Linked DNA regions of Mus musculus: region 1 is linked to region 2. Evidence: chromatin contacts called from public Hi-C data. All regions are on one chromosome and are shown on one strand. Each heading gives the region's core, a stretch centred on a gene start, on an enhancer-like site or on the middle of the called end of the contact. The rest is flanking DNA. Distances are from core to core; before and after follow the strand shown. Region 1 overlaps Fign (fidgetin). Region 2 has its middle 240 kb from the start of Fign.

What was found. A called contact is a pair of places that touch in the nucleus more often than the background predicts.
Region 1: a Hi-C map of liver shows a contact between it and region 2, with 2.2 times the contacts expected there. The contact joins two enhancer-like sites. A contact is called at or near these places in 3 of 39 promoter capture datasets (liver, maxillary cranial neural crest and second pharyngeal arch cranial neural crest) and 4 of 484 Hi-C or Micro-C datasets (cranial neural crest, liver and nephron progenitors).

What each region holds. Positions count from the first base shown.
Region 1 is chr2:64,066,604-64,071,897 of GRCm38.p6, forward strand. The region is part of intron 2 of Fign (fidgetin); the gene reads right to left. Among named protein-coding and RNA genes, the nearest start is that of Fign, 29 kb to the right of the region's middle. Within about 2 kb of position 3,523, at least 16 of the 459 cell types and tissues checked have an H3K27ac peak or open chromatin away from gene starts, as enhancers often do. A contact at or near this core is called in liver, where this site is marked.
Region 2 is chr2:63,859,393-63,864,128 of GRCm38.p6, forward strand. No RefSeq gene overlaps it. Among named protein-coding and RNA genes, the nearest start is that of Fign, 240 kb to the right of the region's middle. Within about 2 kb of position 1,824, at least 1 of the 459 cell types and tissues checked has an H3K27ac peak or open chromatin away from gene starts, as enhancers often do. A contact at or near this core is called in liver, where this site is marked.

The DNA of each region.
Region 1 (5,294 bases), core at 2,273-4,772, 210 kb after region 2:
ATAGACTTCATGTAATGTGCTTCAAAAAGTGCACAGACTTCAACATTTTTAATATCACAGGAAAAAAATCTTGGGCTGGTCTGTTAGGAAGGATCAGTGAGTAAAGGTGCTTGCTACAGTCTGGAGACCAGTATCCAAGCCTTTGGGCCATGGTGGAAGAAGGAGAACAGTGCCTCCTGCAAACTGTCCCTAGACCTCCACATGTCTGGCCTGACATGGGTGCATGCGTGCATGTGTGTTTGTGTCTGCGTGCAAACACAAAGGCAAAATTTATTAAGTAATTAATTACTTCAAAAAAAATTCTCAGATTAGAAAAGTGTTTTTTACCTTTAACATCCACTGATGGAGGAAGAAAGTGACTAGCTGGAGGTACATTCATGATAGCTTTGGCCATTTCTAAATGGATACATGTCTTCCTCCTACTCACAACAGAACTCACTCATAATTAATACCATGGCAACATACTGTTTGCTCATATACAGAAATTGGGTAAACCTGAGCTAGAAGTTCAATATTCTTCAGAGGTTTGCAGCCCACAGTATGAGGCAAAAAACCAACATACTGTCCAAACACTTGTTACACACCTGGCAGCCACTAGGGGAAATTAAGTGAAAGAACCCAGTGTTGACATTCCTAAAATCTTCCGAATAGAACATCTTTGAAAAATCTTCCCAGCTTTTAGAACTAAGGGAGGAATTATATGCAGGTCACCTACAATAAGATAAAAATATGAGGACTCAGCTTGGCCTCCTTAATTACCACATGATGGCAGGGGTCAATTCCTAAATATGAGTAAAAATAGATAGACAGACCAATAGATGAAAGATAAATAGATGTGCATATAAAATATGAACATATATATAAATATAAGCACACACACATATACATAAACTCACATATATGTATATGTACACATACACACAGAGACACATAAATGTAAGACAACAATATGGGCACGCATAAAAACTTGTAGAAAAAAGCATTTATATGGTCTTCCAGTAGTTTGTGTTTTGTCGTTTGTTTTTATTCTTTCTTTTGCCAACGTTACAACTAAATCGCTTGATGGCATCCCCTAGCTTTCAAGCAAGTCTCAAAATGTTTACCCGGATGATTTCCGTTTCTTCTCCACCTCCTCAACCTTTTATCTTTCTATTAAAATTGGTGACAAAATGGGCCATGATATATGTTTGGTTTGGTTTTGTTGTTTCCCCATAGCTAGTTTGGAATTAATCCTGTGCCAAGTGCTAAAGGAAGTCTGACATCTTTAAGATCTATTTTAAACACATTCAGAAGTATGTGTGTTTTTAAGTTGCTAGAACGTTCCACATATTTCCATTTCTCGTCATCTGGAGAATTTACATGGTGGCATAAAGTCTTACTTTAGCTATGCTCAGCATAATCTCATCATCCCGGCAGCCACAGGCATGTGAATTACATTTTTAGCTTCCACTGGGGCTCTGGGAAGCTCTGTTAGTATTGCGTATTACACACAAGTTACTTTAAATGCTCTTCTAAGGCCTGTTAAACGCTACACAAACTTTATACTTTTGAGTGCTGATGTTTAACTGATCTACCAGTAAATTCAAGCTCTCGGCTCATATAGTTTTCCATGTTGGTGATTTTCATCCATTATTATTTGTGAATGGATCCTTTTAAAAAGAGCTATGTTCTTAAACAAGGATGTGAAGTCAGGGACTTAATCATTTTATTTAAACTATGATGCTATTAATAATCCCAAACAACTTGCTCTAATACTGTTTATTAAGTACGACTTTACTAGTTACAGTGAATTTTTAGTATCATATAGTAAAAACATTCCTAAATATAATGATTCAAACTGCACCTAAATAAATGTATATTTATTCTGTGTTTAATACTGATATTTATTTTATTTATTTTTTGGTAAGGTGTGTAAAAAGTACACTGTTTAGAATACAAAATTCACATTATTTCCTGCAGCAGAGCATCCTACCACTTGTGTTTTGATACATATCCTTTTGGTTTAATACCATTGTGATCTGAACATTAGACAAAACCCTAATATCAGTCTCTGAGACACGATGTCGAAATCACTCACTGTGCATCACAGAGGTGAACTCTTGTTGGCAGAAAATCTAACAAAATTTTATTTTCATTTACAATATATTAGTGAGTTTTAAAAATTCACTTAAAAGAAACAAAAATATATAGCAAATATACCCAAAGATTTACACAAACACTGAATCTCTTCTATTCCTGAAAGTCACAGCAATGGTATAATTTTCTGTATCTGGAAGTGGAGAAATTGTTATTTCCTTGCTATCATGTTGCCTAACATTAGTAAAAGTATTGCTTCTAATAATACCTTTTTTCTTTCATGTCTATTTAATAATGAAATTTCAATCAACCATATGTTAATTTGAGATACTAGAATTTAATGAAAATCAGTATTCTTCCATACTTTCTCTCCCTCAGTGTCTCTAAGTGTCTCTCTTGTCTCTATCACTGACTCTCCCTCTGGCTCCTTCACCCTTCTCTCTTTGCCTATAAATAGGTAAACAATCTCATGGTTGGCTATTTCAGAGTATACAAAGCAAAAATAAAATGAAGCAAAAGTCCATGATGTAAGTAAGGACTTTGAAATTCAGGTGATAGAAAAGTAAAAGTTGTGAATTCTTTCATCTCAACCTAGGTGCTTCCTGATACCACTGGACAAACAAGAAAGTTCTGCAGGCAGCATTGAGTCCCCCAGAGCTGGGTCTGGAAGGCGGTTGGCATTTATTTTACCTCCATTTTCAAGCAACTTATCAGGGGGTTCTATTTTTGGCAACAGCTTTGTTAATGAGATAGAGGAGCTAAACACTGTAAAGAAGTGAGCAGCGACGTTCTTTCCCATAAATGTTATAATGGAATAGATAATACTTTAACAGTTAACAAATTTACATGTTTAACACAAATACATTTAATCTTGAAATAACCGAAATAGTGATGAATATTTTAAGTACCACACTTTGCTTATTTGTTTGAAAGGAAATATTACTCAAAGCTAGCCTTCAGTAAGAAATTGAAATTTCTTTCATTCTGTCATCACATGAGAGAGTGCATATTCCTTGCTTTAAACAAAACAGAGCTTTCTGTGGACAAAGGATTCATCCACAGAAAATTCTCCAATGTAAATTTAATTTGGTGTCATAGTACTATTGAACCTTGGCCACCTCACATGTTTATATTTTTGTAGAATGGATAGAAAATTAGAGAGGAAACAAAACATACTTGGTCTGCAAAGACATGTACAGTATGGTCTAAAAGTCTTGTATTCTTTTTAAGAATAAGAACATTATCAGAAATAGCTGACCCCAAACAATGTCTTAATTCATGGACACTAAATAACAATTAGAACTATTCCAATTAAGTTTTAATTTTGGAAAAAAAATTAACTACAAACTCAGTCATTCAATAAAGTGTTGTCGTCCTCCAGTGTGTTTCTAGGCACAGAATATAGCAATTTACTATTGACAAGCACTAACGGAAGGGGTCATTTCACAAGTATAACGCGGACAAAGGTGAACCGGGCAACTGATGAAATCTGTGGCCAAGGCGAAATAGCAATCTCTGAGCCAAATGGTAATAAAGTTACCGAAATGAAGCAATGTAGTTTCTAAACTGAACTGTCATAAAGTAGGATATGGGCTTCAAACTGGCATGTCAGGAGTAATTAAAATATTATTTCTCCGTTTTAAAAAGTTCTTGATAGTTTTAACAGTCTTATCGATTTCTTTCATTCAACCAGCTAACAGTGAGGTTAGAAGGAGGCTGCTGAGTGGACAGGAGGCAGTGGAGAGACTTGATGGAGGTGCTGCAAGAGATAACGCCAGGGACATGTGTTAGCATACTAGAGTGGATGGGAGATTGTGCAAGCTGAATGCTGCACTGCCCTGCAGTACAGAAAGCCAGATGCAGAGGCACATGCCTGTAATCTCAGCACTTGAGAGGTGGAGACAGAATGATCCAGAGTCCAAGGTCATCTTTGCCTTGGATGAAAAATAATTCAAGGCCAGCCTAGAGACCCTGTGTCAGAAAAAAAAAAAAAAAAAGAAGGGTGGAAGAGAAAATGAAGGTGGAAAGAGGGAAGGAGGAAGAGAGAAGGGAGAAAAAAGGGAGGAATGGAAGGAGAGATTCAAATATCCAGGTACTATCATGTTTAGAAAGCAATGACTGCACGTATGACCATGTCATTGCTTATGTGTGTATGTCATATACATATACACATACATATATGTATATGTATATGTATATATATACATGTTTCTTTAAAGCAAGAGGATTGAGTGAAGATCTTAAAATCCACTCAGCCCCTAAAGAGTCTAACATAGTATGATTATGAATTACCTTCATAAATCTGCTAGCACATATGATGTTGTAAAATCTAAAGCTTGGCTGAAGACACAAATCCCTAAAAAGGCCACATCTTCATTCATTCTCATCAACAACCCACAGAGGGAAGTCAGTAAGAAGAGATGCAGGCCAAATGCATATCCACACATCCCTCAAGCAGCCAGACCTTTCTCTTGATGGGGAATAGGAATATATCCTTTCCAAAAGGTGGTATTTGTCCATCAAATGCCTTGTGTACCAAATTTGTATGTAATCTACTTTATAACTAGCTACTTTTTCATGAAATGCCTTTCATTTGAATGTATCTATGCTCACATTATACCGTAAATAAGTGGTTTGTCTGCACTTAACTAAAAAGTACAAAAGACTTCATTTCATGAGAACACAAAGGAATCCCCAGGGACCTAGAGTCTAGACCAGAGAATCCTGCAAACCTGATTTTCACTTTGCAGGGGAAAAACAAAACTATTGCAATTGCCCACAGTATGTATATTTCTTGCTCACTTCTGAACTGTGGTCCTACCTTACAAACTACCCCATGCATCACCCACTCAGCTCACAGACCCAAGGCATAATCTGCTATGAGATCCCACACACACACTACATACAAGACCTCAGATTGCATTACCAGAGAATACCTGCCTACTAGCCTCTGCCTAACCTCTACAAAGCAAAATAAGCAAATGCATTTCCGCAATGAAAGTTTGCTATTCCTCTCATATCTAGTAGGAAAAAAAGAGAGAAGAAACAATGAATATAGCAGTGTTCTTAAATGGTCAATTCAGTAAATTCTGTTCTGGTCACATCTTTGTAGCTTAGGGTAAAAATAACACACTTCTAGTGTTTGTCCCTGTTTTCTAATTACGCACATACACTGTATGTTATGGCCCAAAAGAGAAATAATAATGCAAATGTTCTCT
Region 2 (4,736 bases), core at 574-3,073:
CTAGGACTCTGGGTATCTGTTAGACCCAGAGGAAAGTCTATCGTAGAAGCTCAAACAAGCCAACCTACCCAGCAACAAGAAGGAGGAACATAAATGGAACCAGAGTAGACTTGGGTCAGATATGAGCAGGCAGTTACAGAAATTCCCCCAGAAAGAATGTCCATGACCTTTTCTGAGGCAGCTGCCAGGGCTACCCAGCTGAAAACAGTCAGATGCAGTGGCCTTTGTGAAGGTCTCAATTACTCTATGTTTTAAAATGCACAACTGTGGTAACAGGGGGACCATCTATTCAGTAAAATTAGCCAGAGAGGAGAAAATATGATCAAACATGAGCAACCGAACAGACAGTTTAGCATTCTATTCAAACCAGGGTCAGGAATGTCACTAACTGATGTCCCAGTGAGTATCACGTAGTCTCATTTGTTTCTTGTGTATTTTATGCAATAGGTATTAATATCCCTATTTTGCAGTGAAATTGCGGTTAAATAAATTGAAATGTATATCTAACACATAGATTTTCACTAGAAGAAACAAATAGGATTAAAGTAGATATCCAAGCTCTTTCTATTTTCTCTTAATGTATTCTCTTTCTGGAAAGTAGAGCTACAAGGATACACAAAGTCTCTGAGGGGACACAGAAATATGTAACAAAAGTAAAGTAAGTGTTCAGTGGTGTAGGGATGTCACAAATTACAACCTTAACATCCTGTTGGACTTACTAATAAGAAGGATATTAGTGACCTTTGTTAATATCATGAGGACCCAAGCTGGAAGCAGTAGGCGATAGAGAAGGGATAGTGGCTGAGACTGAGAAGTCTTCTTAGACAGAAATTGACAGTAAGAGAAAGACTCTGGTCAGTGCCATCTGTTAACCATGCAGTTGTTGTTTGGGGAGATTAAAATGTTTGTTTGTGGTAAAGATAAGGACTCAAAATCAATACAGACTCAGAAGAAACAGTAATGTAATGTTGTGCTTATGTGGACTGGACAGAAAAAAGGTAGCTAAAAATATGCAATGTTTTGTTGGTTTGTTTGTTGAGGAGGTAACAATTATACAACTCTAGAAGTACCTGAGAATCATCAGAATGTGACAGGAAATAGCACTTCCTATTTAGTCATGTGACTTTTAGTCAGGTTGGCACGGCACTTGGGAGCAACCAGAGTTCAAGAAATTGTTCAGGTCAGGGTGTGTCTGTGAGTAAATTTTGAGAGAGGGTTAGCTAATAGGAGATGACTATGGTAATGGAGTTGGTACTACAGTGTAAGAGAATACACTGCACACCTAGATGGACGAAGGTGGTAGCTTTGGCTTAATATTCCTGACACTATCCTGTTCTGCCTCTAGAGGTTCAGACTCAGTGGCACCAAAGGCACTGAATGAACCCTATAAAGCTATGCCACAATACAACTCTGTCTCCTATAAGTTGGTTTTCTTAGGCATTTTGTCACACAACATAGAAAGAAACACAGAAAGATATTTAGCATCTTATGTCGAACAGATAAGGGGAAGGAAAAAGAATTTGTTGCAACAAATCATTGACAAAGTAATTGTAGAGTTCTTAAGACAGTTGAGGGAATGAATGAATGAATGAATGAGCCTGTGATTTAATGACACAGGAGACATTCAAGCAATATTCATGATATAGTGTAAGAGCAAGGCTACAAAAAAATCTTTTAGGAAAATCTGGATGGAGAAGAACCCAGTGTGTGCTGAAAGTTGATGAGCCAATGCTCTTGTCACTGACCTTCTGGGCTCTTCATGGTCCCCAGTAGGTGACTCTCACCACAGCCTTCCAAGGGTGCAGTCATACTCACTGTGCAGTCAATAGTAACACTGCTTCCATTAGATAGGCTGGAGCATTTTGCAATAAATCCAGGTCTGTTATAAACACTGAAGATGCCTTCTCCTTCCACCATCTGCAACCCAAATGACTGGTGTTTTATTCCCACAGATGGGATATAGTGGACTTTGTCTCCTTTCCTTAACTTTTCTGAAAAAAAGAAAAAAGGCCTGTAAATCTGATAGTATTGGGGGAAAGTAAAATTTTTAGAATTACCAGTGTGGGCACCTAGGAATTTTAACAGAAATGAACAGTAAGTTTAATGATTGATTTTAGAGGCACACAAGTATGTATAAAGTATAAGTTTGGAACTTGAAAAGATACTAATGGTGTGGTTGGAGCTTCTGTACCCGAAGCTGCCCCCATCTTCACAAATCTATAGAAATCAATTTCTGTTTGTTGGTTTGGATTATCTAATCGCTGGGTCAACATTCAAAGTACATACTCAAACCAGATAAGAAAAAAAAATGCTTATAAGTCTATGAATTAAACTGCTCCGAAAACACAAGGTCAGTTTTAAGAGAAACAAACAAACAAACAAAAAAACCAAAGCAAAAAAACCTACCCTTCTCCGAAGTACTGACTCTGTTTATCCATTGTAATTAGGGTTTCACATGGTTTCATGGTCTTCAAATTTGTGAAATGTCCATGAAGTCAGAAGTTTTCATAAACATCTTGTCAGGGGCCCATGTTGATTTAGGAAGTGTCCACATGACGGTGAAACAACAAATCAATCCAGTGAAGAAAGATCAATTGATTCAATAAAAACATCAAACAGGCTGTTTGCCATGACGAAGATCAAACTAGTGTTTGACAGAACTTTTACTTTTTAATCAATGCTATTGATGTCTGTAAACACTCTCTTCATCTTACTAGACCATGTTCATCATACAAAAGAGGATGGCGTTAGTAACTGATAACTGATTTCTGCAAGGAAACACACCAGAATTTCAACTTTAGGCCAAAATTTCAAGTTTGTTTAATCCCTCCCCCCCCCCTAACTAATTGCCTCCTCATTCATGCCCATCTGAAATAACTTCTTTTGCTACATGGTGTAATTCATTATGCAACACACCCTACTTCGGGCAGTTTCCAGCCTATTCCCTAACCTCTCCTGCGTGTACTCCTAGGAAGATATACAGCCCTATTTCTTTATGTGTTTCCTTCCTGTTTCTTGAGTGACGCCTTTGGAGTCTACTATGTCCATCATCACTTAACTGTCAACTGTGGTTAGAGACATATGCTGTTTTAAGCTCATTATTTCTCCCAATTGGAAAAACCTCAATCTCTAGAGTTCCTATCTCCAACGTGCAGCAGCCAGCCTGGGATCTGTGTACAATCTGTGTACAGATGAATGCTTGGGTTTGGCCTTCACAGTCCTTTGCCTCAGACCTGTAGCATGTAAGGAAGAGCCAATGCTCACTTGTGTGCCTTAGAAGTGCACTGTGAAAACTGCAAAGAAAAAAAAACGGTAAAAGAAATGTTAAGGTAAAGATTCTGTTCATAAGAAAGCGGTTGTCTCAATTAGGACTTTCACAAACTACATAAGAGTTCAGGAATCACCCTGATGCTCCTGTAATGTTCTTACACATAACTTTCCCTAACTCATCACAGTTGATTTGACAGCCAGATACCTTTCAGGGACAGCTATATGAGCTTCAGTTTAACAGAGTTCAAGGCAAATGTGAGAGTAAAGGATGAAAGCACCATCCAGATCACGGGCAACGCAGGTGGAACTCCATTGAAGCCTTGGTTAAAGAACTGTGCAGGCACATCTCCGAGACTCCGGGGTACAGGCAGAGAATGATACCTAGCTCCTGCCTCCGGAACTCCTAATTTGGCAATCTAAGTTAGCAGGTATGGGTGCTCCAAAGGTTCAGAAAACTATATTCAACATCTTAAAGACAGCATAGCATTTAGAGACATTAAACAAGAAACATTTGAGATTCATACTAACCAGGGAGTCTACTTGGGGACCTGAGACAATAAAGGCAAATGTATATGTAAATAGTTGCTAGCAAAGCCCAAGTATGCTTTTTTCACTCACTGGTATGTTATGTTAACATAGGCCAAATCAAATACATGTAGTACTCCACCATGAACATATCCGGGCTTGTGTATTAGGAAGGCACAGTTATTGTTTTCCTTACAGGGGGAGAAGAGCCAAAGAGGATTAGTTCCCTCGACTGTAAATATCTGTGTTACAGAAACACAGCTGGAAAGCCACATTCCCTGCCTTACACTGTCTTTCCCATGGCTAAAATCAGCATGGTTCTACTGAGGTCTAAAAGACAAAGATGCCTTGTCACAGACTCCTGCCATGCCAACACTCAAATGCACCACCTGCACCTAGCTAGAGTCACCTGGATCCTCAGGCATGGCTCGCAATCCCTAATATCATTGGAGAATGTTAAGTCTATTGTTGTCATGGGAAATACTAATCCTTGCCCTTTGCTTCTGGTAGGAATATGAAGAAAGCTAACTAACCAAATGCACGGGAGTTTTATTACACTGTAGGCCACAGGATGTTTAAATATCAGAAAGGACAATCAGAAAATAACAAGTTTTAAGCTCCCAGCAGGAGTGCAAGCTGCTACTACTAATGGATACAGAAGAGAAAATGGAGGCAGGGGGGCGGAGGGGGGGTGACTGTTCTAGTATTTTAGATTTTGTCACAATACATCATCCTATTTTAAACACAGATCAGTGGAAAATGCCCTTCCCTTGAAGATATTTCCATGCTGCTTTATACGCAAATTTTTTGAGGTTTCTATTTATTCCCTGACTGATTCTTTTCAAGTTTTTAAAAGCAAGATTTGTCCCATTTTTTTTCTATGTTCCTATGAAAGAGCAAGCAGTTATAGCTTAACTACTTCTTGTCATTTTTATGTGAAA